4 separate regions of the Mus musculus genome follow, and all the other regions are linked to region 2. Evidence: chromatin contacts called from public Micro-C, capture Hi-C and promoter capture Hi-C data. All regions are on one chromosome and are shown on one strand. Each heading gives the region's core, a stretch centred on a gene start, on an enhancer-like site or on the middle of the called end of the contact. The rest is flanking DNA. Distances are from core to core; before and after follow the strand shown. Region 1 holds the start of Fst (follistatin). Region 2 holds the start of Isl1 (ISL1 transcription factor, LIM/homeodomain). Region 3 holds the start of Itga2 (integrin alpha 2). Region 4 has its middle 140 kb from the start of Gm25985.

Region 1 (6,730 bases), core at 2,586-5,085, 1.9 Mb after region 2:
ACTGCATGATGCCAAAATGACTCATCAATGTAGTTTGTAAAGTGAGTACTTGGATTATTTGATATGACACAAGAAAAAGAGAAACAAATGGCCATATATGGTGTCACACATCTGTCTGTCATCCTAGGACTTAGAAGGTGGAGGCAGGAGTTTAAAGGCATCTTCAACTACATATCAAGCTTGAGCCAGCCCAGGCTACTTGAGGACCTGTCTCAAAAGACAAAGAAAAATTACTTTTTTTCCCAGTCATTTTGGAATTGTGTGGGTACATCTTGGATTAAATTAATTTACATAATTTTATGGTACACACATCCACATGACATTTAATTTGTATGGGTAGGCCAAATATTTTTATTTGGATAAATATGCTTTTAACTCAAATTAATTGCTTCCTAGTTTCCATTAAGTCTGAAACACTGCAACCCCCGCCCCAAAAAGTATCATTTGTATATACTTGTATGATCCTTTTACACTAGATTGTGTATATTTACATAAATGATTTATTTAAATCTAATCAGCTCATGCAAGATATATCAGTGTTTTCACTGTTTAATGTTATTTTTAAAGGGGGAGGCAGAATTATAGTCCTTTAAATAATATTTCCAGAAAGTGCTGAGAACGTGAAGATATTAAAAATGGTCTCTATGACAAAAGGTTCCATAGGGAGATGCAACACACACATCTACTCAACCCAGATAGAGATCCCACCACAGAACAAAGTACAGATACCACCCAAGTCCATCCCAGTGAATCAATGTGTTTTATTGGGGTTACTTACAAGAGCATAAATGACTCAAAGACAGCTGCCTCACCATGGACCACCCCAGCCTGGGTGACAGTTCACAAAAGCTGGGGAACCCACAGCACACTTCACAAACTGCAGGCACCTCAACAGGTTCCAGAGGGTCCTTTCAAAGTGATTCTGGTCTAAACCTCTTCCAGGCAGCTTGGCTGGTTTCTGATTCTCCCCGGCAGCTTCTCTTGTCTCAGAGTCGTCTTTGCAGTCGTCTTTGTAGCTCATTTTCCTTTAGATTCTCAGCTTTTATTATTAACTCGGTAGGAAGGAGGTAGCGAATCTGCTCAGTTTCGGGGACTTCCTGAAGCTGTTTTGAATTATTTGCCTTCCTGCATAAGGAACTTCCTGTAGGAGAGTGTTACACTGTTGCACAACTAGTTTGCCAGTGCTAGGCTAGGCAAACTGACCTCGTTGAGGATGCTGGGTATGCCTAAGGGGTTAAGGTTCAGAACACTGAACTTGCAGAGCACTGCTCTTGCAGAGGACCTGAGTTCAGTTCCCAGAACCCATCCCATGGTCCATCTTCTGGACTTCTTGGAAACCTCCACTCACACATACATACATAATTTAAAAGAATAAATAACCTTTCTTTATAAAATGATCTCATCTATGAGTAGGCATAAGTATAATTTGAACACCTCATATGGTTCCAATTTTGAAAAGTTTAAGAAAATCCTCTCAAATTCCAAAGGCTACTTGATGACTTGAAACCAAAGATGTATTTAAATTGGAAAGAAATAAAATTTTTTGCAATGATGTTGCGATCCTAAGGACATTCTAATGGCCATTGGTGGCCATGGGAATCAGTAATCTACCACCTGAGAGCTTGTGTGCACTTAAAATGCTTATTTTCCAAATCCAGATAAACAGTTTGATATATATATTAATTCTAGCTAAAACAGAAGGTGGGTGTTTCTCTGGCAAGGGAATAAGATGTATGGGATGGGGAGAGGTCAAGTAACAGTAATTGTTAGCTCTCCTTTAAGTAAAATTTCCCCCTGGAATAGTGGTGGGGACATAGGAAGGTGAATAACAAACTTCCTCAGTAGTACATCACAGCATAAGTATCTCTGAGTAAAGAAGAAAACAGTTCAACTTTGAAATTCTGCCGTTAAGTGGCGGCTCCTGCAAGGGGGACAGTTTGCTATTAATTGTTAATGTCGCCTACCATTAGAGGGCACTAAACAACTCCACATTAATGCGTTGGAGGGAAGAGAAAAGGAAGCGAGGAAAGGGGAGGGAGAGTATGGGCAGAGTTCGGGGAGAGGGAGGGGAGACCGAAGCCGGGAAGGGCTGGGAAAAAGAGATGTGGGGAGTGGGAGGAGGGAGGAGGGAGGAGGGAGGAAAAAGCCTGAAGAGGAAGGAGACTGACAAACGGGCAGACAGACAGAAACAGACAAAATGAATCTGGCAAGATTAAGAAGGATGTGAAGCCCCAGAGCCGTCTAAAGTGAGCAAAAAGCCGGCTCTCCCGGGTCACCCACTCCCCTCCCCGCCGCTCCGTCCTCATGACTGTAATTATAAAGCGAAAAGCGGCGGCGAGGTCACCCGTTTTTACCAGCCTGCTGCACCGAATGCGCGCGGTGCAGGTGCGGCGGCCGCGGGGCTTTGTGATTCATGCCCACTTTCAAAGGGGGGCTTGGGCCCGTCTGAGAGGCACCCAAACAACTGTCTTCTAATATTAGCACGGCTGTATTTCGGGATCTATTATAGTCTGTCCAGACAGATCCCATTGTAATGGGACCTTTTATTAAAAGATTAGCACTATCTCCTGCAGTTGGTGGAAAAAAATCTGTTATCACTGAGTTATTTGCAGTTGTGGAGGGGGTAGGAGGAGGGTGATGGAAGATGGGGGTGGGAGGATGAGAGGAGGACCGGGGGGGGGGGGCGCTAGGGCTGGGGCTAGAGAAGAAGGGCGAATTTGAAATCCGTAAGAGCAAATCCCAATGACCTGGGAATGTCCAAGAATTTTGTCTGTTTTGTTCGCTGTTTGTTGTCGTTCGGGCTTCAGAAGCGAAAAGAATAGAAATTTAAAAGGCAGCTTTGAAATAAACAATATAGCCTTTTCCGTGAAGTAATCGTTTTATATAAAAGGAAATATCGCCTCCTCAGTTTCATTCAGCCGTGCCAGAAAATGTTATAAATGAGAAGACCCGCCAACTTTCGGCGAAGAATGCCAGGCATTGCACTCAATAAACTGAGGCTGCAGAAGTTCATTATCATGGTGCAATCTTTTTTTTAAATAAGAGAGAGAGAGAGAGAGAGAGAGAGGAGTCGGGACAGAAACTGGGGCGTCTCGGAGCGGGGGAGGAGGGGGGCAGACCGCCTACGTCGGCGCCCCCGCTCGGGGCTGCGACTCCAGACGCGACGAAGTGAAAGGGGAGAAAAGAAAGGGAGAGGGCGAGACTGCCGGGGGCGGCCGGCTCCGAGGTGTTAAACATTTTTGTTTGCTTCTGACTTGTGGAGCCCGAGGGCCGCGTCTCCGCAGCGCTCGGCCCGGGTGGAAGGTGCCCGGGGGTCGGGGTTCTTAGCAACCTACTCCAGGCTGGGGGGGGAGGGGGCGCGGGAGGGAGTGGGAGGCGGGGGAGCTGGCAGGGTGGCCGCAAAGTAAGACACGTAAGAGACCTCGGGACACAAAACGTCTCCGGGACCCCGCGCCAAGGCTCTGCAGGGAGGCTCCTGAAACTGCTCCCCCGGGCATTGAAGCAGCTCAGGGATCCTGCGGCGGGTTGCAGAAGTCTCATCCCGGAGCCCTGGAGCAGAGGTGCTGGGGACCCATTCCCGGGGTCCTCCGGGGTCCCCGCGCTCCGCCGGCCGCCTCCTCCAGCGCCCTCACTCACACGCGCACACGCACACACGCGCGCACACACACACTCGCACGCCACCCCGGGCGCGCCGGCTCCGAGCGGCGGCGTGCAGGACTGAAGTGGATGTTCCTCCCCACCCCCGACGCGTCGCCCCCAGCCCCCGCCCCTGCCTCCTTCCCCCCTCCCCTCCCGCTCCTACGCAAATAAGAACTCGGCGATTCCCCTCCTGCCGCTTTGATTTCGGGCACCTCCGACAGATAATTGGGAAGGGTTTCCAGAAGGTGGGAAATGTCACCTGATTCACACTGAACTTTTAAAAGCTCCCCACCCCCAAAGAGCCGGCACACCCTCGGTCGCGGCCGCCCTCCCACAGCCCCACACACTGGGAGACCGCCCACCGCAAACCTCGGAGACCCCCGTCTAGATTTAAAGCGCGGCTGCGCCCGGCTTCTGACGTCCATTGAATCGCGCGGGCGGCCGGTGGCGAGCGCGGGGCTGCGCCGGGATCGCTGCGCCCTCCGCCGCTCGCCTCTGCGACGCGCGCCGCTCGCCCGAGCCACCCGCCGCCGCGCTCCTCGCCCCGCGCCTGCCCCAGGATGGTCTGCGCCAGGCACCAGCCCGGCGGGCTCTGCCTCCTGCTGCTGCTACTCTGCCAGTTCATGGAGGACCGCAGCGCCCAGGGTGAGTGGAAGGGATGCGCCCAGAGGCTCGGCTGGGGCAGGGGTTCTACTTTTCTGCTGTCTCCACTTGGTCTGTTCTGACCTACGCTGCTCTCGGAAGATGTTGGAACCACCCGGCTACTCCTGTAGAACGGAACGGGAGGGAAAGACTGAAGGCAGTGACACTTTAGGATAGAGAGCGGAGTTTAGAGCCAGGTTACCCTCAAAAAGGAAAGGGCTTGAGTGGAGGAGCTGGAGCCTCAGTAGTTAGGGGTAGATGCTCCAAGTTCTGGTCCTAATGACTTTAGATGTTATCTCCCCTGGCTGGCTCGGGAGAAGGGCGAGCATCCGTAGCCTGGAGATTACAGTCGACCTACTAGCAATCTATCCATCTTCCTTCCATATCTTTTGGAGACTCTTTAAAAAAAAAATGACGGGGTGGGGGATGGGAGATACCGAATTTTCTTGGGTGGCCGGGGGACGTGGTTTCAGAAACTTTGCCCAAACTTGGAAATGTGGGTACTGAAATTTTTAGAGGGAGGTAGTTTTACGCTTAGCGGATGCTCCTTCTGCCTCTTTCCCCCAAGCCCCGCGAAAAAGAAGAAAGACAAACCAAATTATTAGCCCGAAGTGTTTTAAGTACTTTACAGTTTTCTCCACTTTGCCTCATTCCTGTTAACTTCTGTGAACCAAGCAGCCCACAAGCTATTTAGACTCCGACCTGGATTAAAGAGCAAATTTCTGAAGTTTATCTTCTAAAATTAAAAATGAATTGATTTTATTACAATTAGTCTCCAGGCTGGATTTCTTTTTTAAAAATAGTGGTAACCCCGCAGCTTCACGACAATTACTCTCGAGTCACTTTGGTGATTCATGAGACGTCTGCTTGCCCAAAGTCCGAACACATTAAATAGGGACAGAGAAAGAAACTATTTGTAAAGAGGTTCTTGGGAGACATAAGGTAGGTATGTGTGACCCGGTAGACGCCTCCGGGTTCTAACCCTGCTGCGTTGCCTGTTGGAGCGGTAAGGTTTTGTGTGTCGTAAGCTGCCCTCCCCGGCACCGGTCCTAGCCGTCTGCCCGACACTAGGCTGGGCTACCAGCCTTGCTGATAGGGGCGCTGCCTGGGTGCCGGGACGTGGGCGCCAGAGAAAGCAGCCCTCGGAAATTTCGAAAGACCGCGGTGGCTGCGGGCGTGCTCCGGGCTGGCGGATTGCAAAACGGGCCCGTCGGGCGGGCTGCGCCTCGAGGCCGCTCAGGGCAGATCCAGGCTGGGCCCGACTGCTTTTTTTTTTCCTTTCATTTTTCACAAGTATCTTTATGCTTGATCTGTTCCTGCAGATTCATATTCATTCTCCCTACACTCCCCCCTCTCCCCTCCCTCCTCCCCTCCCTTCCACGTCTCCCCTCTCTTACTTTCTTAACCCCTGTCACAAATAATTCTCTTACCGCCTACATGAAACCGACATGTAAAAACATCCGTCGCATCCTGTTTTTGTCAGGTTCTTTAATCTGGTCTTCCAGTCGCTGCAGGTTATGAAATGGGACGAATAAAAGTAAACAGTCTAGTAAAAGTCAATGCAAGCTGCACGTGTTGTGTCTGGGTCACTGGTAACTGACATTGATATGGCTGGGGCGCAGCGGCGGCCGCTCTAGCCCACCTCCCACCTCCCACCTCGGTGACGGGTCCTTCCCCACTCTCCCCTTTGGAGATTCATATTCTCTCTCTCTCTCTCTCTCTCTCTCTCTCTCTCTCTCTCTCTCTCTCTCTCTCTCCCTCCCTCCCTCCCTCCCTCCCTTCCTCCCACATCCCTCTCTCCCTCTCACATCCCACTGTCCCTCTCCTGCTCCCCTTCCCCCAATCACTTGCTCCCCGCCCCACCAGGCCTCTTTGCCCAGCTCTAAGCAGCCTTCCTTCCCGCTACCCCACGGCTCACTCATTCACCTACTGATCCCTGTCTCTTCACAGCTGGGAATTGCTGGCTCCGCCAAGCAAAGAACGGCCGCTGCCAGGTCCTGTATAAGACAGAACTGAGCAAGGAAGAGTGTTGCAGCACCGGCCGGCTGAGCACCTCATGGACCGAGGAGGATGTGAACGACAATACTCTCTTCAAGTGGATGATTTTCAACGGGGGCGCCCCCAACTGCATCCCTTGTAAAGGTGGGCCTCCTCTCCCCTAGGCGGCAGGCCCTCAGTAGAGGGCGTCTTGCCCTCAGCGTTCCTACTAGCTGACTGAAGCTTAGGATTGGCAGAGTTTTGTTCAGTTTCTCCTTTTTTTTTTTTTTTTTCAAATTCTACCCGGAGTGGAGTTAGCTAGTGGAATCTGCCTCTGCTCGCGCTGGAGGCAAAACAAGGTCGGAAGAGGTCAGTCCCCGGGCTTCTTAGCCGAGAATGATAATGAAAGCGACCAACCAGTGTGGTCTTTGAGAGAATTTGGATACAGGACTTGGCCTGAGGTCCCCAACCC
Region 2 (6,889 bases), core at 3,242-5,741:
GTTCTGGGCCAACTTGAGCCAAGCCTCTTAGTGCATCATGATCTCTGGTTCCTAGGCAGGACTCGGTTAAATTTTGTCTTGATCATTCAATAGTTACAGAGGGGAAGCGGAGGATTTCCTTTGAAAAGGGTTGTTCCCCGATTAAGAGAAAGCAGTAAATACCTCCAGAAGCACGGTTTGTAAAGAAGGTGGCAAATCTCTGTCCTCACTTGACCCAGCTCCTCACAACATTCAGCTTGGGCTCCTCAGTCTCAGGACTGATCTGAGGTTTGCGGCTTCGTCGCTGCCGGGAATGTGCAATTCTATCCCGGCTGAGAGCCGAGCAGCAGACCGCACAAGATCACTGCCTTTGGAGCCGGCCGGCCGGCAAAGATTCCGGAGAAAGGAATGCTGATGACAGAAACAACCACCTGAACTCAGAAATGCAGGCTCGGAGCCTCTGCCGGGAGACGAAAGTTCTGGCTAATTCACTGGGATTGTTTTAGTAATTGGCACTCAACACAACTATATTCTCAGTAGGAGTCCTAGGCGATAAGATGGGAATCACAGCGAAGGTTTGTTATTGTTAACAGCTACCTTTATTAGCGGTGTTGCTTCTTTTTCTTAGCAAAATATTAAAAAAGGGACGAATAAAGGGATAATAATTTCCGACATGATCTCTCTGTGGGGATCTCTCTCTCTCTCTCTCTCTCTCTCTCTCTCTCTCTCTCTCTCTCTCTCTCTCTCTCTCCCTCCCTCCCTCCCTGTGAAATCAGAGAAGTCTCTCCCCAGATCCCCAACAAGCCACAGGCAACTGGAAGAGAAATAAATTAGCTCTAAGCATCTCCATCCAGCTCCCCATGGAACGTAAGTGCTAATCCTGACTCCCTTTAAGAGCATGTTGTTTTGTCTGATCTTTGGACATGATTAAAGATGCCAATGGTTCAGAGACTGTTCAGAAAAAAGTAGGAAAGAGTACACATGCATTCTTTGTCCTCTTCAGAGCTGAATGAACACCTCCGTGTTTCATTCCGACCCCTAAATTATGTGTTTATGAAGGTGAAGGGAATATATCCTTTGTTACACTTTTCCATCTGAATAGATTGCTCATTAAAAGTGGAAGCCTAGTTGTTCTACTAGTTCGAACCAAATTCTGGTTCCTGGGAGTAAATAAGTGAACGTAGTCACTGCTTAAGGAAAAAAAAAATGACCAAAGAAAGCCTCCCTTTTGTGCTCAATATTATTTATGTGGAAAAGCATAGCTTTTCTCATTATACAGATTTTTCAAAGAAACACTTAGGATTCTCTTTTATCTGCCAGACATTAGAGAATAAGTAAGTTCTGAGTATGAATTTACTTTCCAATGGCAGCTAAAACATACTACAATTTCTTTTCTTTTCTTTTTTTTTTTCTTTTTGGAAAATGGTGTGGTTTCATGATGTTCAGGGATCTGTGTCTGACTTTAAATATAATGTGGAATGTTTCCGTCTTAATTAAACAGAAATAAGAAAGCAGGAGCAGATAAACAGAACGGTCTTAAATGGACCAGCAGGGAGCTCAGGAGGAACAAACATGCGCCAGGAACTGTGCTCCAAGTCATGTAAGCAAATACTACAGACTCAAGAGAAACTTACTAAGTAAGCTTAGCGGGTATCTCTATGGTACAAAGACACTGGAATCTTATATAGGTGAGGGAGGATGAAGAAACAGTTTATGCATTTCATTCATTACTTCATTTTCAAAATGAAGGCGCTCAAACTACAGATTCGCACCCCTGCTGTTTTGAAGGACAGATATTTGACCTAGCAGCATACAAAGGTCACAAGAAGTCCAATTTTGACAGGAGAGTGTCTAATCCCTCATTGAACACAAGAGGTCGCCCCTGTAATCAAATGCTCAGGGGGAAAAATATTGCTAATCACTTTTATGTAATCAGTTTTATGTATTCTATAAAAAACACTGACAACTTTACAGATACGCTTGATGTGTTAAATACACACATAGCAATCAACTAGGGGAGGAGGAGAAAAAAAATCTGTGGTCATATGAGAATCTCTGGGTAAAGGGAAACATTGTGGCCAGCAGCAGGAACTTCGATTTCTATGCAAATTGTATAATCACAAACACACAGATCTTCAGAGCACTTTCATCACCCGATCCTACTATTACTGAGTTCCCTCCAGCGTCTTCCACTGAGTGGAGTAGCTTTTGCATGGATCCTGGCTTTTATCAGTCTAAGAACCAGGGGAATGAATGCCTGTTTACAATAGTGCCCTGAACTAAAAAAAGGAAAACGTGTCGTGAATGCTGTGGAAGACCTGCTCACATTGAAAGTTTGTTCCCAAACTGTACGCTAGATTTTCTACTTGGAATTGCTATGACCAACGACCCTTTGTAATAATGTGTTGTTTGAATTAAAACATTACTAATTGTTTTGGTGAATGCCTGTATATGTTTGGAAGGGTGAAGAGTGAGGGTCCTTTGTGGGTCTCAAGTCACTAGACTGATGCTTCTTTTAGATGCCACATTATAAACATAGCGTGAAGAAATAGAATTGGTTCAGATCCCCTATTTATCTTTGTTGTTGTTTGTTGTTGTTTTTAAATCATGGTCAACCTGGCTGTATAGAAGGGTAGCATGCCCTTGTACGGAGGGAACTGCTTCTCTGGGCTTGGCAAAAGCAGCTTGACAAAAGATACCACACATAGGATGTCAGAGAGCAGAAACCGGGGTTGAAAGGAAAAAACACAACCAACCGGTAAAGTTAACCGGAGTCTACACAACTTTCCATCCTGCTCACGGACTTCAAAATAATTTATAATTAAAAAAAAAAAAAGAACAGGAAGGGAAGAGATTCCCATCTGCCTTCTTAAAGAAAACAGCAAAACAAGAAAGGGGGGAAAAACCCACTCCTGCTTCTTAACCTCTTTTCTCTCTGTGTGTACTCTGAAAAGTCACAGGCTTTCTAACTCGGCCACTGCGGCCTAGGTGGGGTTCACAGGTTTTATCATGGTTTAGATCTGGTGGAAGAAACACAAAAAGGAGTTCCCTAACCTCTGGCTCTTCTAAGAGGAAAACAAAACAAAACAAAACAAACAAACAAAAAAAAAAACAAGCTGAACCCTTCTACGATTCTGTTTGTAGCCTCTCTCTCTCTCTCTCTCTCTCTCTCTCTCTCTCTCTCTCTCTCTCTCTCTCTCTGATCAAAGTCCCTCTAGAAGCTCCGGCAGAAGTGTGGGAATTCTGTGTGTCCCCTAATAACTGCCTCTGAAAGACTGTAGATTTTGGGGAATCAGGAAAGAAATTATTGGCAAAAGTTACCGGTGAGATGCAGCCAACATCTCCTCCAGATGGCTTCCCCAGAGGAAACAAATTAGAAAGCTAACCTCAGGGGAGGGAAGTAGGCGCCCCACTCTTCTTTTGCAACAGACCCTCCCTGCTCACGCCTTCATACTAAAAGATTTAAAAGTCTCTAGAGAATATTGTAAAGTTGCGCTTATAATTACCAAGCCGTTTAAGGGCCCAGTGCACCTTTGCCTTAAAAAAGAGTGGACAACAGATCCATAGACAGACATGGACAACCCCACCCCACCCCCGTAAACTTTAGGGTCCTGCACTCTGACTCTAGATTAGAACACTTTCATGCTAGACTTAAAATTGAACAGGAGACCTCACGGGTCGGGAGGAAAGGAACCAACCTCGGAGTTAATTCGTTTTACCTTTTCGTTTGACCTTTGCGTTTCCAACCCGATTGTCCGCTAGGGAGACAAGCTCCCCTTTCCTCCCACCCCAAGTCTTTGGAGAGCTCAGATTGGGGAGTAACAGGGTCAACACGGTAGCAAGAAAAAGAAAAAAAGAAAGAAAAGAAAGAAAGAAAGAAAAAAAAGAACACAAAAACGAAGTCATAAAAAAACCCATTTCTTTTGGGTCTAACCGTCCTACTCCGGGTTTGTCCCCTAACGCGTAGCGCGCTGCTAGCTCCAGCAGATGCGCCCTTCCCGCAGGCAGCGAAATTGGCCAGCCCTGGGCTGTGCGCGCCAGCACGGGAGTCAGTGAAGGAAAGCGGCCCGTTCCAAGTGCCCCCCTTTTCCTGGAGCCCGGTAGGGACCCGCTTCACAGGAAGGACCTACCCACCAGCTACTCGCCACGGGCGGCAGAAAAGGGAGCCCCGAGCTCAGCGCAGCCCAAGGTCCGCGGGGAGCCCGCGGCGCTGGAACCCCAGGACACGACGCGGCGCGTCCGGGAAGGCGCGGGGAGGGGGTGGTGGACAAGGAGGCGGCGGCCGGGGACCCGGGCCACCCGGCGCCCAAGGAGCGACGTGGCCTCGGGAGGCTTAATCCTCTCCTGCGGGCTCGCCGAGCGGGCAGTGGCGCGCGGAGGCGCCGGGGCTGAAATATGATAATCAGAACAGCTGCGCCGCGCGCCCCGCAGCCAATGGGCGCGGCGCTCGCCTGACGTCCCCGCGCGCTGCGTCAGACCAATGGCGATGGAGCTGAGTTGGAGCTGAGAAGTTTGAGTAAGAGATAAGGAAGAGAGGTGCCCCGAGCCGTGCGAGTCCGCCGCTGCTGCTGCGCCTCCGCTCTGCCAACTCCGCCGGCTTAAATCGGACTCCCAGATCTGCGAGGGCGCGGCGCAGCCGGGCAGCTGTTTCCCCCAGTTTTGGCAACCCCGGGGGCCACTATTTGCCACCTAGCCACAGCACCAGCATCCTCTCTGTGGGCTATTCACCAATTGTCCAACCACCATTTCACTGTGGACATTACTCCCTCTTACAGATATGGGAGACATGGGCGATCCACCAAAAAGTAAGAAGCGGTTTAACCTTGTGGGGCTTGGTGTGCTGTTGTGGTGTGGGGGGGTCTCTCTCAGGCACCGATGACAGGGCTCTTTGGATTTGTAGTCACTGCCTGGAGAGACAGAAGAGAAGGTGGTCCTTTTGTTGTTGTTGTTGCTGCTGCTGTTGTGTGTGTGTGTGTGTGTGTGTGTGTGTGTGTGTGTGTGTGTGTGTGTGTGTGTGTTTTCTTCTTGTCACGCTTGCAGCTTGCATGTTTGGTGTGAATTCCGATCTTTGAGAAACTGATCATACCTTGTGTTTGAATGCTCTGTGCCCTCCCAAACTCTAGCCGCCTGCCCGGTGCTTAGCGGTGATTTCCTCCTCCGGATTCCGGAGCTCTTGGAGAAGTTATTATGTAGCAAAGGTCTGCCTGCACAAACCACACCGGCAGATATGAATTAGCATTAGACTTGCAAAAGAGAGCGAGTGACAACTGTATTGATGTCTACTCTTCTAACAATATCCATTCCCGCGTGCTATTGAAGAACGTGCTTCACGGAAAATATAGACATCCCAGCGTTGCTTTAACGCTTCTAGTCAAAACCTTTTCTTTGACATGACTTATCCATAATCTTGCCTAATGATTATAGCAAAGAGGGAGGAGGGAGAAAACACAAAATGAGCGGGTTTGATTGCGTGCTAAGCTTACAATGTAGACTATTCAAATCTGCGTTTTACATATATTCCACCTCCCTTTTTAAAAAAGCGAGTCAAGGTTTTGATGGCACACTCCAATTACCATCCCAAAGTGCAATACTCTTTAAGGGAAGAACAAGAAAAAAAAAAAAAGGGAAAGAAAAAAATTCTTCCAGAATACACCCTATAAGAGAACGACACTAAAAGTGTGTTTATCTCTGTAGGAAGTAAACGGTTAGTCAATCATGCATTTATTTTCATTTCAGAAAAACGTCTGATTTCCCTGTGTGTTGGTTGCGGCAATCAAATTCACGACCAGTATATTCTGAGGGTTTCTCCGGATTTGGAGTGGCATGCAGCATGTTTGAAATGTGCGGAGTGTAATCAGTATTTGGACGAAAGCTGTACGTGCTTTGTTAGGGATGGGAAAACCTACTGTAAAAGAGATTATATCAGGTATGCCATTTTTACAGGGTTATTTTCTGAGATTTCTTGGCTCTCCTTGTTTATTATTTGATGTGCCTTTGTTTTGTTTTGTTGTTTTTAGAGGGAGGGAGAACGTTTACTTTAGAGTGCCCAGTGTACAAGAAATGTTTTTAAAATTAAACTGTTGTTCATTTCATATCTTTGGGGGGTGGGGTGTCGCTGTGTTTCATAAATTTTTGTTGATAAGGTTTGTTAATGACTCTTTGAATTTTTCATACAAAAGATTATTTCCCTCTTTAAACTTCCCTAAGGACAACAACAAAATTAAGGCAAATAAGTTTAGGGTTTCAAACTTTAAAAATTCTATTTTCACTGTATAGTTTATCATCTTATTTATTTTTCTCCTGTTTTATCAATGACTTACATTATTTTGGGGGCTCCAAATAAACAGACAAAAGTTTCACCAAAGGATTTTTGAAGAACAAGTACAAACATTGCTCCCTTTACTTTTGGGGTGACTCTTCCTTTGATAAAAAATTTTAAAACCAAAATAAAATATTCCTTAACGCCCCCCCCCCAAAAAAAACCACCGGAAATTTAATCTTTTTAAATATTAACCCTTTGGTGATATCTAACTGCCTTTTCTTTCTTATCTTATCTGGGCTGATGAATTAGACAGAGCAGATCAAATTGCCCATCATCTGTCTGCGAACAATTGGTATATTTAGGTAATTGAACAGCTTCCTTTCTCACATTAAAATCTAGTAACTGATAAAATGAGGGAATCAGCTGACGGACAAGACCAAAACCAGGGAGGAGGATCTGAGCTGGCTTTTGTTGCACTTTTTTTTTTTTCCTAATTTCAAGTTTCTCTGACCTACCAGTTTATATCAGAAACTTGACTTTCTACCTTAGAAAGCCTGGTAGAATTTCTAAAGGAAAATGTGTTTGTTCTAATACAAAGCAAGATACTGTTCCCCTTCACTGTTAGGCTGGCGATGGCAGAAATGTAGC
Region 3 (6,929 bases), core at 3,352-5,851, 1.4 Mb after region 2:
TTATCAGCTATATGTGAATTCCAATAGACTCCTTGGGATCTTTTATCATATCATTTAGAAATAACAGTATTTTGACTTCTTTCTTTCTTATTTATATCCCCTTTATTTCCTTTCCCCCCCCCCCATGATTCCTTTAGGTAATAATTCAAGCATTGTATTGAACAGGAGTAGAGAAACTATTTCTGATTTTGGTGGAAATGCCTTGAGCTTTTCTTCATTTTCCATGATTTTAGCAGTGGGGTTATTGTATATTGACTTTTCTGTATTAAGATACATCCTCTGTGTCCCTAGATTCTCCTGTGCTTTTATCATTAGGGAGTTTGGATTTTTGTTTAAGGTCTTTTCTGAATCTAATAAGATGATCGTGTCATTTCTGTACTCGAGTCTATTTCTGTTCCACCTTAGTTCTTGAGAAAGGATTCCTCACTGAATTTGAAGCTCACCATTTTTACTAGCCTGGCTGGCCACTGAGCCCTTGGGATCTGCCTGTGTCTCCCTTCCAACCCTGGACTTACAGATTTATGCTGCCACACTCTATTTGTGTGTGGGTGCTGTAGCTCCAACCTCATATCCTTGAGTTTGCCTACTGAGCTCATATCCAAAGTTTTATAACAAGCAAGCTCACATCTCTGAAAGACAATTGTAATGGCAAGTATAAAGTGCAGAGAGAAGACAAAAATGGAGGAAGTACAGAAATTATGAGAAGACTGTTGTCTTAGGTATTGTCCTGTTGGGGTGAAGAGATACTATGACCACAGCAACTTAGAAAATAAAACATTTAATTGGGAGCTTGTTTATAGTTCAGCGGTTTAGTCCATTACTGTCGTGGTCTGGAGCAGGATGGCAGGTAGACAGGAAGACATTGTGTTGGAGCAGTAGTCAAGAGCTACATCCTGAAGAGGCAGCAGACACACAGAGAGAAACACTTGACTTTTGAAACCTGAAAGCCTACCCCAATGACACACTTCCCACACCAACAAGGCAACACCTCCTAATCCTTCTAACCTCAGACAGTTTCCACTCCCTGGTGACTAAGCACTCAGATATATGAGCCTGTGGGGGCCATATTGATTCAAACTGTCATCTGATAAGAAATCTTACAAGCAACAGGGCTCATGGCACAGGGTGTACAGAGCTGGTTTGGTAATAAGGTGTCCTAGTGGTAGCCCTGAGGAAGAGAAGGAGAGAGGTTTCTAGAATGGTGGTTGTATTGTATGAAATAAGCAAGGTGACTTAGAAGAGAAAGGATGTCAGAAAGGAACATGGGGAACTGCTTCTGGCTCCTCTCTCCCTCATCCAACAAATTCTGGTCCAGCTTTGAGAGAAGAGAAGACCTAGGAAAGCCTCTTCCATCCACCATCAGTTTCAGATCCAAAGACCCGTCCAAGTGCTCAGTGACGGCAAAATTACGTTCACAATAATACTGAGCGGTCAGTCGCCTTTGCCACTGACATCATAAGACAAATATTGAGTGATGGTAATCAGCGTGGAGGGAAGCAAGGGACCAGTGAACTTCAATGCTGCAGAATATGAAGAGGCCTTGATGTGTGTTCAGATTTCTTAACTAGTTTTAAAGAAACTGAGTTTCCTTTTTCTAATCCTCCATCCGCAATGGAACCTCCCTGCCAAGATGAAGATTTCACACAAAACCTTTTACTGGGAAGATCGTTGGTCTCAAGACTGAAGTCTCTGACACTACACAATATGGAAAGGGCAAGATCCAGGATATGGAAGGGATCCCCCCTGATGAGCAAAGGCTGGTCTTTGCTGGTAACCAGCTGGGAGATGGGTGTACATCAGACTGCACTCAAAAGGAACTCACCCTGCATTCTGTGCTGAGATTTCCTGAGTCTTACACCAGTCCTAGGAAGAATAAGCAGCAGACAAAGAGGGGTAAACTGAAATGCTGGAGAATGGACGAAAATGGCAAACATGATCACCTTTATCAAGAGCATCCTTTGATGAGTGTGGAGCTGGGGTTTTTATGGCCGTCCACATTGACAGACGTTACTGTGGCAAGCATTCTCTGTTTAACTGCTCCAACAAACCAGGAACCAAGTGATAGTGTATGAGTTAGCAAGAAGTCAAGAACTAAGGACCATTGGGGGGAAAATACTGCTTATTAAATTTTTATACAATTTTAGAGGATTATGTAAAATCATCACAGGTTTAGAGACTATATAGTTCTGTGTTACAATACATTAAGCCTTATGATTTAACTCAAAGGACATGCAACAACAGGGTCACATGCTGAGCCAGATATGAGAATTAACATGTCTTTTTAAAAAGACAGATATTAGAATAATTAACAAAAATATAGAGCAATGCCATTCTTTTGATTTACAATGAAAAAATATTTTCTTAAATATATGACATTTCTGCAAATATGTAATAGTTTCTGGTATTAAAAATTAATACACAAATATCTGAAAATTCTCTGTTTTAATATTTTATATGGTAAATGTAATTTTTAAAAGTTCTTTAATAGTTTGAATGGCATAAAAAGGACCTGAGGCTACAGTGGGAAAGCCCAGCCCTTGCCTATTTCCTGACGGGGATGTGGTTTCCAAACTAACTAACCCAGGCAAGGTATGTGTTAGGTAAGACTGCCAAAATTATTTTCTTTCAGCTCCTTCATGCTAGTTAAATATTGTAACCCACAAATTTGCTCTTTGTTTCCTAACATTTTTGCCTGCTCTGAAAGAAACTCTACAGCCCCTTATCTGACCTGTGTCCAATAGCAGTATGGTGCTCATTTATCCTGTTCTAAGAGCAACACGCCCCCAAAAGATATGCTTCCTTCTCACCAACTCAGTCAAAACACATTACGAAGAGCCACCCTGCTTCCCAAACAAGAGTCTGCTGCAAACAGAACTCACATTTCAGTGAGTCAGAAGGGAACAGGCAGATAGTCATCTCCTTGAAACCTGGCAGGCTTCCTACCAGGAGTCTGAGCTGCCCGGCTGTGTGTCAGGGTTAGTGAGCAGTCACCTCAGAGCTCTCTGGTCTTACTAAGCACTCAGAGCACCGAAGGTCAGAAGTGTCTTTTAGGGTGTATAAGTAAAGAAATAGTGGGTGAGTGAGGCAGCCTGGGGGCTATGAGGTTCGAGGGTGCTGAATATAGGACATTAATCATAAGTTCTAGCGGCCGGTGAGCTCCAACTTGGTACCGTCATGAGTCTAGCTGGTCATCCAGTCTAGCCTATTTGGCAAGATCCAATCCGGTGATAGACTATCGCAACACAAAAGGTGGATGGTTGTAGGGAATAACACTTAGGTTTGTCCCCTGGCGGGCATACATGTGTGTCTACACAAACACACACATCAGCACACATAAACCTGCACACATATGCACACACACAAAGAAGTAGAGGTTCCAGTTCTACCTACCGTTTTATAAATAGGTTTAAAGCGTTTGGCTTTTCCCAAGTGGCTACGTCTGTCCCACCTGGAAGTTGCTCGCTTGCTCTATGGACCTGGGGAGTCCCTTCTTGCTCAGAGGCCTGCTCCCAAGAGATTTTGAATGAGCAATAGCCATTAGACAAGCAATTCTTTATTTTACAAAACCTTTTGAGTGCTTCAGAAAGTAGGCACTGGAATAATTCTAGCCTCATCAATGGGCAGGAACCTGCGGCTGAGCTTCTACGGATATTGGGTTTAAAGACGATTAAAAGTGCATGTTCTATTTCTTGGATTCAAAAGTGAAAGACCCAGATGAATGCTGTCTTTCCAGAATCGGAAAGTTTGGGAAATGGCAAGGCACGAGCTCAGGAGGAGAGATTCTCAACCCGTGGGTTGCGACCCCCCTTCCATCGGTGTACCCTAAGATATTGGGAAACACAGATGTTACATAACAATTCAGAATCAGAGAAGTAGCAACGATAATAATTTTAAACGATAATAATGTTGAGGTCACCACAACATAAAGAACTGTGTTGAAGGGTCGCGGCACTAGAAAGGTTGAGACCCACTGCATTTGAGCCCCTGTCAACTCTTCTCACCTGTCCTGAAATAAATCAGGTAAACTCAGTGATCCAACTCCTCATCGTCTCAGAAATGAACAATCCCCACCCCCCTCTCTCTCCCTCACACCCCTCTGTGGTGCAAAAATAGTACCTCAGGGATAATCATAGCTTGAGAGCAGCTCTTTCTGATGACTTAGTGTCGAACCTGGTCATTCCGAGCTTATTTCTGTCCCTTTCTCCACCCACTCAGGAAAAGCAGAGAAGGGCACACACTGTTCAGGTCCCCTGGCTCTTCTTCTGAGTTATTGAGGGCTATGGCTTGATACAACTGCGTTGGGGGGTGGAGGGAACTGCCTAGGAGTTAGTTTCCTGTGGACAGAGGACGAAGAGATGTTGGTTGTGGGTGGATCCTGAGCTCTTGGGTCTGGTGAGCTAGAACAGTTTGGTACAGGTAGGAAAAAGCCACCGGGCTGGAGTCGCGTCCGCACTGTCTGTAAGATGCCGAGGGCTCCGTGGGCGTCCATGGATCTTGACTCCTTTTTCAGAGCGCTGGAGGAGCCACAGACGCTGAGGGGCTGGGCTCCGTGGGGCGTGGCAGGACAGATCCGGAGTTTGCCCAGGCTGGAGGGGCAGGCAGGGGCGGTTCCTAGCTCAGAAGCTGCAAGCAACTTTTCCTTGCTCTCATTCAGGCTGGAGAGAACTCCTCCGTACAGTTTCTGGAAAGTCTAGCCTCTGGGAGCCCTGGATCGAGGATACTGTGTGCACCCCCAGAGCACTTTAGATTCCCCAGCGCAGACCCAAGATGGGACCGGGACAGGCAGGGGGCGCGCTCCTGCTGCGGCTGCTAATGCTAGTTCAAGGTAAGTCTGAACTCCACTGCGCGTCCGCGTCCGAGGCTGGAGAGACCCGCTTTGGTCCTAGAAGACCAGGGAGGGATCGAGTGCTGCTCTGGAGCTGGCGATGTCTGCTCTGCATCTATGTGGACTCGGGATCCAGGCTTCGTGGAGCCACTTGAACAAACAGGACAGACAGACAGACACAGACACACAGACACACACACACACACACACACACACACACACACACACACACACCCCACATCCTCATTAAGACGTGTTTCACCCGATCAAGCATCCTTCAAAGTCATCTTTCTAAGAGGTTTGGGTTTAGAGATGTTCTCACACCCACAGATTTGGAGCGTTTGTGGGTGGCCAGCAGACCACGCATCCAGCCTCCCAGCTTCCCGCGGATCCCCAGCAGGTGCTGAACTAGCTCTGAACCAGGAACCGGGGATCCAGCTCTGGGCTGCAGCATGCAGCTCTCAAAGGGTGGCTTTGCAGGAAACTTTGATGTGTATTTTTCACCCCGCGCGCACAATGCCCCCTATTCTTATTTCAGGAAGGAGCACTGGTGTTTCTTTCCATAGGAGGAAGAAAAGCCAATCAACTAGGCAGAGGGGGCACTCTTCCTTCCCTCCTGCCTTCCTTTTATTGTTGTAATGTCCTTCAAAGAAAGTAAATTTAGGCTGGTTCTCTCCACTCTCTTGATCCACAAGGCAAGGGGATTAGCTGAGACTGGTGCCAGGCTGCCTGACCTGACTTCCTTTGCATTAAGTAAGGAAGGAGAGTGGGGAAGGCAGGCTGCTGAGAGGCTCAGGAGAACTTTCTCTCCACCTTTATCCACAGCCTGGTCATGCCCAAGATGAAGGATTTTAAGGTAGTTGAGGGGAGATGGGAGGGGACGGTGTGTGTGTGGGGGGGATTGCATTAAACAGCTAACAAAATAGCAAAGTGGTCACTGGATGTCACTTAATTTTTACAAAGAAGGAAAGTATTCCTTTTTTTTTTTTTTTTTTTTCTAGACAGGGTTTCTCTGTCTAGCCCTGGTTGTCCTGGAACTCACTTTGTAGACCAGGCTGGCCTCGAACTCAGAAATCCGCCTGCCTTTGCCCCCCAAGTGCTGGGATTAAAGGTGTGCGCCACCACGCCCCAGCAGAAAGCATTCCTTAATCTGTGCTTCTCTGAGGTTCATCTTTCTTTAAGGTTGAGGAAAACTAGTCCAGGTTCGCCTTGTGGAATTTTTTGTCTGTTGGAGAAGAGAGAAATATGTCCCTATCCCGATTCTGTCGCAGACACAGAGCACTGCTAATTGTTGGGACGCTAACCTGTGCCCCCATGCCTCACACATGTTCTGCCCTAGAGAAACACAGTTGATCTGAGGGGCCATCGGGTCTAATCTAGGGGTTTAAGACAGTTGGATTGGATTCTGACCTTCAGACTCTGGAACTCTCTCTCTCCTAAGAGGAACTAGAAACCCAAACCCTGGCTTTTCATCTCTTTTTAATTGTCGGTATTATTAAAAGGAGCCATCGAAGCACAGCACCATTTTCTGATCTTTGAAATGTTGAGGCTTGTTCTGGGAGGAGCCCTTGAGAAGGACCTGGGTGGAATGTGTTGCCGAAAGGCATGAAGTCAGGTACCCAGTTTTCTTCTGCAGTTAGTTAATTGGGATGATTCAATGTCAGAAAGCAGACAGGATTTATATGACACCTGTATAAAATGACTCCACGTGTTTATTTCTCTCTTTCTGGTTCAGTTGTTTGTATATCTAAGGACCACATTTTCTCTTTATTTTAATCATCTAATTAAATAAAATCATACAATCAAGTTTTGCCATTTAAGAGAGCAGTGGAGATTCATAAGTGGGCAACATAATTTTGGATATTTTGGGTATCTAAGGTTGAGATGCAGCTGAAAGTTCTAGGTCCCTGGTACTTTAAACTTTCATTTTATCCTCCCTATATGAACATTTTGAACATAGCACTAAACAGACACACTTATTATTATTTATAGATCACAGACATGCACAATTGTGATGCAAATATATACAGAAGTTAAAATGTAAAGGCAAGCATAAATGTGTGTCTCTACACCTTACATTCTCCACAGCACACGGGCAGACAAC
Region 4 (6,711 bases), core at 2,155-4,654, 1.0 Mb after region 2:
AAGACATGTGCCCCCACATCCGATCAAAAGGCAATAATCTTGAAGCTAATGTTTTATATAACAGCATATAACTTCTTTGACAAAACAAATGGGTAGATGAAACAGTAATGCGGGTGAGAAGACCTTACTGTAGGTAGCTTAAGAAACAGTCATTGGTCTATAGTTAGTATATAAAATATTAAGTATACTTAGAAAAGTAAGGAGTAAATCAAAATGCATATGTCCAGACTTTAAATCACTGAAGTAGATTAACAATCTGTTTCAACACGTAGAGTCCAATGAGAGGGCTACTGGACTAGACTAATATGTAAGACATGTTACTCCTCTATGGTTCTCAGATTTCAATGTGTTTTAGTCTAGGAAAATGTTTATACTCTGAACAGTTATCGAGGACACAAATGATCATTGGCTCATAGCAGTTCTGTTCATTGTTCTTATAAATTCTATGAATGTTAAAATTTAAATGTACATTTACAATTTTGCCTCATAAACTATAATAACAAATACTTAACATAGTGTTTAAATAACACCAAGAACTATACTTGGCCTAAAAGGTATGCAAAGAGATTGCACTGTCTTCCCGCTGCTCCTCAAACCTCCTTAATGAGTTCTAGTTAAAGATAGCTAGATGCCTATCTCTTCATTTCAGCTTGATCTGTTAAAAAAAATGTTTGTGATGGCGTAATTGCAGGAAGTAAGATGTCACCCAAGTCTGCAGTGAGAAATAAAAAGAACATGTTATCAGATTTTTGACAAAAATGAATGTTCCTTTTTCATATCACAGCAAAATTTAGAAAATGATAGTTACCCAGTCTTGACTCCAGTATAGTAATGACAATATTGATGAGATTTCTATTCTTACTATTCTTCTCTCATCAGCTCCCAGCACCTCCCCTCCCTGACCTCCCTCCCTCTCTTCCTCCAATACTCCCCACCTCCCCTCTGCCTTAGACCCACCTCTCACATTTCAGTTCAGAAAAGAGAAAGCATCCAAGTGATATCCACGGAACTCCCCACAACAAGATGCAGTAAGGTAGGCATATACTCTCATATCAAGGCTGGATGAGGCAACCCAGTAGGAAGAAATAGATCCCACAAGCAAGCAAAAGTTTCAGAGACACACCCACTAAAAAAAACCCAGGTTAAAGAACCACAGCATGTATGCAGAGGTTATGGTGTACAACCATATCTGTTATTGCTGCTCTGTTATATGCTGTTATTATTCTCCTGGTGTCCTCTATCCCTCTGGCTCCTATAATCCTTTCTGCCCCTCTTCTGCAGAGTTCCCCAAGCTCTACCTAATGTTGGGCTGTGGGTTTCTCTGTAACTGAACCCTGCTGGTGGAAACCTCTCTGATGACAATTGAGCTAGGCACTGAACTTGTGGCTATAGTAGAATATTATTGGAAATCATTTCATTGACTTTTGTTTCCGGTTGTGTTTGGGTCTACCATAGGTCTCTGAGCCATCTGGCTTCCGGATCCTGGCCATCTCGAAGTGTCAGGTACAGCGTTCCTCTAGTGGTATAGACCTCAAGTTAGACCAATCATTAGTTGGCCACTCATACAAGCTCTAAGTCACTTTTGTCCCAGCAAAACTTGCAGGCAGGACAAGTTGTGGGTCACAGATTTTTGTGGCTGATTTTGTGTCACAGTGCCAGCACCAGGAGTCTAGCATGGTTACAGAAGATGGCTGGTTTAGGCTCCATATTCTCCTTTACCAGGAGTCCAATTCCCAATAACTACAATGTGTTATTCATTCTCTAAAGTGAAATGGGGTCTTGGCATACATAAAAATGAAAATCATTTAGCCTCCACTCAAAGGTGAGAATAGAACCTTTGCCCTGAAGAGAAGAATCATTGATCTTCTGTATGCAGCATGAGTTACTTTATGCACATTTCTGATTGCTCATATAGTCTAGGAAACAGAAACAAACACACTAAATGTCCAGGACTCAGTCGACTAAACAGTTGTGAGCTCCATCTCTGGGGAAATGACCTAGCCTTTGAAAGAAAATGTTAACTGTGGCAGTAGAAGGAATGTTGACTGTGGGAGGTCACATCTCATTTGCTGTACATTTGCTTTTGCTGATGACATATCAGTTTCAGGCATCATAAATTTTACACCATACAAAACAAAGTATTGGCTCTCATATGAATAGACTTGGGCATTGGATCTCTACAAAAACAAAAAGGGGTTTAAAAACCTATTTCCCCAGAATTTCATAGATCACACTTGAAAAACTGCAAGTATATGGTTACCTATCAATTATAAAAGTCTTGATGACTTGTTGAAATGTTCACATATTCTATGTGGCTAGATTACCAGACAACTTTTGGGGTTCATGATCAACCACAAGGCTCCTGTGGGCAAGAATAATACTGTCAAAGGATTTCCCCTTGAGACATGACTTTCATCATGCTGCTGTGCTGATGTGGAATTTTGTGTCACAAAACTCTAAAAGGGTTTGAAGCTTCAGTACATTGTTTTCAAATAGATGATTCTGTTCAGATACTTTGTATGTTACACATGAGATAGTAAATTAGAACAAACCGATTTTGATAAGGATGCTGTTAAAAAGCAAAGTTTTAACCTGCCTGTGATCTTTTATCTCATCTTTTTTTTTTTTTTTTTTTTTTTTTTTGTACTGGGATAGGAGGCAAGCACTTGCTGTGACGGATATGTGGTGGTCAGAGGCCAACCCACTATCTAAGTCTGGGGTTGTTAGATATGACAGTCAGTATTTTTCACCAGCCCAGAAACATGACTTTTTAAATCACTACTTCTACTCCTTTAATGTCTTCTTTCTGTTAAGAAAAGCAACTTAAATTATTAATAAAAGTTGTTTTAATGTAGGTGTAATTCATCTCAAATAAACTGACAAGATGGTCCTTTCCCAGAAATCTCAATTTTTTTTACCTCCACCCTATTGCCATACAGGGAAACAGAAACAAGGCCATCTTCCCTTTTAGCTTACTGCTGCGTTGATGAACTCAGGAGAGTGTCCTATTTCGTAGTCAGCCTAAAGCAACCAGTTTCAGAAGCATGCATGGAAGATTGGCCAAGCTGATGGTGCCCGCCAGGGCTCTGTAAAATTGTAGAGCATTACTGATATCTGAAAATTTTTAAAAACCCTCAGCATGGCACTAATCTTACTCATACAAACAGACACACATATCATACCTTAATAGATGCATTATCTAGGAAGAAGGAGGGGAGCTTTTTAGTGCCACGTCGCACATAAACTGGGCTTTATGTACAGAAAGTTACTTTACACAGATAATGAACCTAAAGTAAAATGGTTATTTCTGGCAGCTAATTCAGCTTTATAGTATAGAGAGGTACATTCTTCATAATGGTACCTTCTGATTCTACTTCCTCCGAGTTCAGTAATCAGTGTCAATTACTGCTGGTTTCCATAGAAACAAGACAACTAACGGTTTTTAAATCTTCATTCATGGAGTACTTTTACAAATAATGTAGACTTGGGAATGACTGTTTCCTAAGGACATAATGCAAAAGCAGATCCCAATAATTTTTAACCCCTTCAAATGGTGTTTAAAATTTTGTGTATGATTCCCTAATATTGGACCCACATGTTTAAACACAGCCATCTGTATTTCACACAGTAAGAAGAGATTAAGCCACCCTCCCCTGAAGGGATGTTGAATAATTTGCAAGCAGCTGTCGAACAATTGGGAGACCTCTGTCGTTAGAGCATTGGTTACAGTAATGTAGGAACTTAGCATCTTTTTCCAAGATAAAGATGACTTAAATTTTCCTTTATAAGATTTTTGCCATTTAGGAAGCCTTTTGTATACTCATATTACTTACATTTGTCCCTGTGAGAAACTATCTGACAGACGTATTACAGGATAACCTCAGATTGCCACCCAAAGTCCTGGGCTCTGGTGAGACAGAATGGTATAAGAGCCGGAGCATTTGAAGGAAGAAAAACTGTCCCCACCAGACAGGAAACAGAACCAAGTACCTAGACAAGGAATCAGGTATAAGTTTCAGTTAAATCCCAGTGATGTTCCTCTAAGAAGACTCCATCTCCTAAAGTTTCTAGAGGGTTCAGAAGTATGACCACAATCTGGGGATCAAGAATTCAACTCTTGAACTTCTGTGGAACATTTTCTATTCACATTATAACAACTGTCTATCCTGCCATTAAGGACAAAGGAAAACAAGGAAGACTCGATATTGCTAATTACATGGTTTTGAAATATATTTGAATTATTCAGCATTGATGCCTTTTATATAAGTAATTGTCTTCTTCGCTGTGGTAGAACAACCCTTACTGCTAATATAGATTTAATGTGTGGAGTTCTTTTTCCATTTGTTTCCTTTATGCACGCCGCAGTGTTACAAGGATCATGATTTCACACTTTGTTTATGGAATTGATGATTTCATTTAGAAATTAAAATTTGATGACAAAGGATTGTACCAGCCAGGGTTCCATCCACTAATGTGTTTCCTCGTATTGGGCATTTTTTTCATCTCCACAACGTCTTTTGAATAAACGGCTTCCCAGGTTCTGAATGTCATCATATTCACTGCTTCTCAACGTTGAGATCCCAGAAACCATGTTTGTCTCATGCTGTCCCTCGCATCAGTTTGGAGCAGCAATGCAAGACTGAACTGCAGAGTGCTCAGTACCACGTTTGCTGGTACTGTGACTCGCCTGAAAGGGAAGAAAGCATTAGATTTGGTTTACTGTAAACCCTAATCCATTTTCCTTGAACAACAGCAGAGGAACCTAGCTCTCTTCTTTCCTTGAGTGGATGGTTTTACCGCTTCCTTGTAGGACCCTAACCTCCAGACATCCCCCACACTCTGCTGCGGGATATAATTTATAATCATCAAATATGATTTACCTGTGAAATGCAAGTTAAGTTAAGCCTCACTTACCCTTAGGCTGGATCACCTCTCCCTCTCTCTCTCTCTCTCTCTCTCTCTCTCTCTCTCTCTCTCTCTCTCTCTCTTTCTCTCTCTCTTTCTCTCTCTCTTTGTGTGTGTGTGTGTGTGTGTGTGTGTGTGTGTGTGTGTGTGTGTGTGTGTGTGTGTTCATGCAAATGGTTTGGAGTAAAATATCTGCATCACTGTCATGTGCCTCAATGTGGTTATTTGTCCCACATCTGTTAATGTCAGTTTGCCATAGATTGAAGTCATTGTTATGTCTCTTTCAAAAGCAACTTAAAGAAAGGAAAAAAAAAAAAACCACAGCAGGACCCAATTGAAATATTTCCTTTCAATACAGCCAAGCTGCAGGCATAAAACACAATAGTAAAATATACAATGGGACAAAGTAAAAGGGCTACAGAGTGGATCTTTGTCATGCCACTGTGAGTATTTCATAACATCAGCAACTGCTTTTCTCAGCTGACATCATCTAGGTCCCAGCTAATGAAAAGAGACACAGAGCATATTGCATCAAATAGATTCTGGACAGGAAACAGAAAATGGATCATGAATCCAGGCCCCCTAGCTAAAGCAGTCAGACCTCTGAATAGCAAAGGCACTAATGTGCTTTAGCTGTCCTCCCTTCCAGCCATAAAGCCAAGAGCAGTACTAAAAGTGTTCTCTTTGCTAGGCTGCACACTTCCCTCCCTACACACACACACACACACACACACACACACACACGTACGTCACCATGAAAGCCAATCAGGAAGGATCAAAAACATTTCCTTTTAAATGAATCCTGGCAATCCAATAAAGATGCAACATACAGATTATGCTCAAATCAATGGCAGAACCGTAGCCGGTATCAGTGAGCCTCAAGGAACAAAAATTGCTCACGGTCAGAGGGTGTCCATCCCATAATGAACTTTGGGGCTCAACACAAAGCACATGCAGTGAGCTGAGCAAAATCCCTCCAGATTTTATAGTTGCCATTTCTTTAAGTAACTTTAGAGTGCTGTAGTATTGGCTTCGCTCACATCTTCCACGAATGGGCCAAGACAGCTTAGCTAAGCTATCCTGGGGGGGGGGGTCTTCAGTGATGCAGTTATATCCAGTAATTATTACTGCAATACTGGTATGTATAAGTAAATATTAAAATAAATAGGAGACATAACTGATTTAAAAAATATAGGTTACTTTATAGTGCCATGTGGAATCCTGAGGAGTAAATGCAGAGACATGTTTACATATTCAAAACGCTGGCCGTCAACTCTCATAGGTTTTCCATGTACCAATTACTTCACATTTGTGAGGAAGATTTTTTTTATTATTATTATTACAAAGAGTGATACACACCCCTCTCCATATGAAGATATAATTTGGATCATATTCCCCACAACCTTTTCTGCAGTCTTCCAAGACTCTTTTGTTCTCTAGATAGCTTTGCTTCCATGTTCATATCCTTGGAGCGTATAATTTTATGTGTCTAGAAGATCTAGGAGCCACAAATGAGAAAAAGCATGCTATCTGTCTTTCTGAAGCTGACTTAATTTCCTTAATATCATTATGTCCACTTGCATCTATTTTCCTGAAAATGACAGGAATTTTTTTTTAATGTTTGGGAAACAGAACGATAAACAGAATCAGGTTCTTGTGAGTGTAATCTACCATGCTCTTCTCACCCCTTTAGCTCCCATGGCTTTGCCTGTTGTTTCTTTCTTCAATGCCTAGGATTAGAATATAAGCTTTGTGCTTGGTCAGCAAGTGACCTGCCACAGAGCTAAGTCCCCACCCCTTTTCATC

Evidence for each region. Promoter capture Hi-C pulls out the DNA fragments that hold promoters and counts their contacts. A called contact is a pair of places that touch in the nucleus more often than the background predicts. Capture Hi-C pulls out chosen DNA fragments and counts their contacts.
Region 1: a Micro-C map of embryonic stem cells shows a contact between it and region 2, with 17 times the contacts expected there. The contact joins the promoter of Fst here to the promoter of Isl1 in region 2. A contact is called at or near these places in 7 of 39 promoter capture datasets (embryonic stem cells, hippocampal neurons, pre-B cells and 1 more), 12 of 484 Hi-C or Micro-C datasets (B cells and embryonic stem cells) and 5 of 115 datasets of contacts at active chromatin or transcription factors (astrocytes and embryonic stem cells).
Region 3: a capture Hi-C map of embryonic stem cells shows a contact between it and region 2, with 6 times the contacts expected there. The contact joins the promoter of Itga2 here to the promoter of Isl1 in region 2. A contact is called at or near these places in 2 of 39 promoter capture datasets (both in embryonic stem cells) and 1 of 9 other capture datasets (embryonic stem cells).
Region 4: a contact with region 2 is called in a promoter capture Hi-C map of second pharyngeal arch cranial neural crest, with 10 times the contacts expected there. The contact joins the enhancer-like site here to the promoter of Isl1 in region 2. A contact is called at or near these places in 11 of 39 promoter capture datasets (the 3T3-L1 cell line, 3T3-L1-derived adipocytes, the C10 cell line and 8 more), 5 of 115 datasets of contacts at active chromatin or transcription factors (bone marrow-derived dendritic cells, embryonic forebrain, embryonic hindbrain and 2 more) and 2 of 9 other capture datasets (liver and pancreatic islet).

The regions. Positions count from the first base shown.
Region 1 is chr13:114,456,056-114,462,785 of GRCm38.p6, reverse strand. It overlaps Fst (follistatin), which reads left to right and starts at 3,835. Exons shown (of 6, transcript NM_001301373.1): 1 at 3,835-4,284; 2 at 6,232-6,423. The coding sequence starts at 4,200. It overlaps Gm41074 (a long non-coding RNA gene), which reads right to left and starts at 5,990. Exons shown (of 3, transcript XR_873986.3): 1 at 5,712-5,990.
Region 2 is chr13:116,307,290-116,314,178 of GRCm38.p6, reverse strand. Isl1 (ISL1 transcription factor, LIM/homeodomain) reads left to right here and starts at 4,491. Exons shown (of 6, transcript NM_021459.4): 1 at 4,491-4,784; 2 at 5,716-5,905. The coding sequence starts at 4,757. RefSeq lists promoters at 4,314-4,692, 1,977-4,694.
Region 3 is chr13:114,929,772-114,936,700 of GRCm38.p6, reverse strand. Itga2 (integrin alpha 2) reads left to right here and starts at 4,601. Exons shown (of 30, transcript NM_008396.3): 1 at 4,601-4,825. The coding sequence starts at 4,768.
Region 4 is chr13:115,256,389-115,263,099 of GRCm38.p6, reverse strand. No RefSeq gene overlaps it. Among named protein-coding and RNA genes, the nearest start is that of Gm25985, 140 kb to the right of the region's middle. Within about 2 kb of position 3,404, at least 2 of the 459 cell types and tissues checked have an H3K27ac peak or open chromatin away from gene starts, as enhancers often do. A contact at or near this core is called in second pharyngeal arch cranial neural crest, where this site is marked.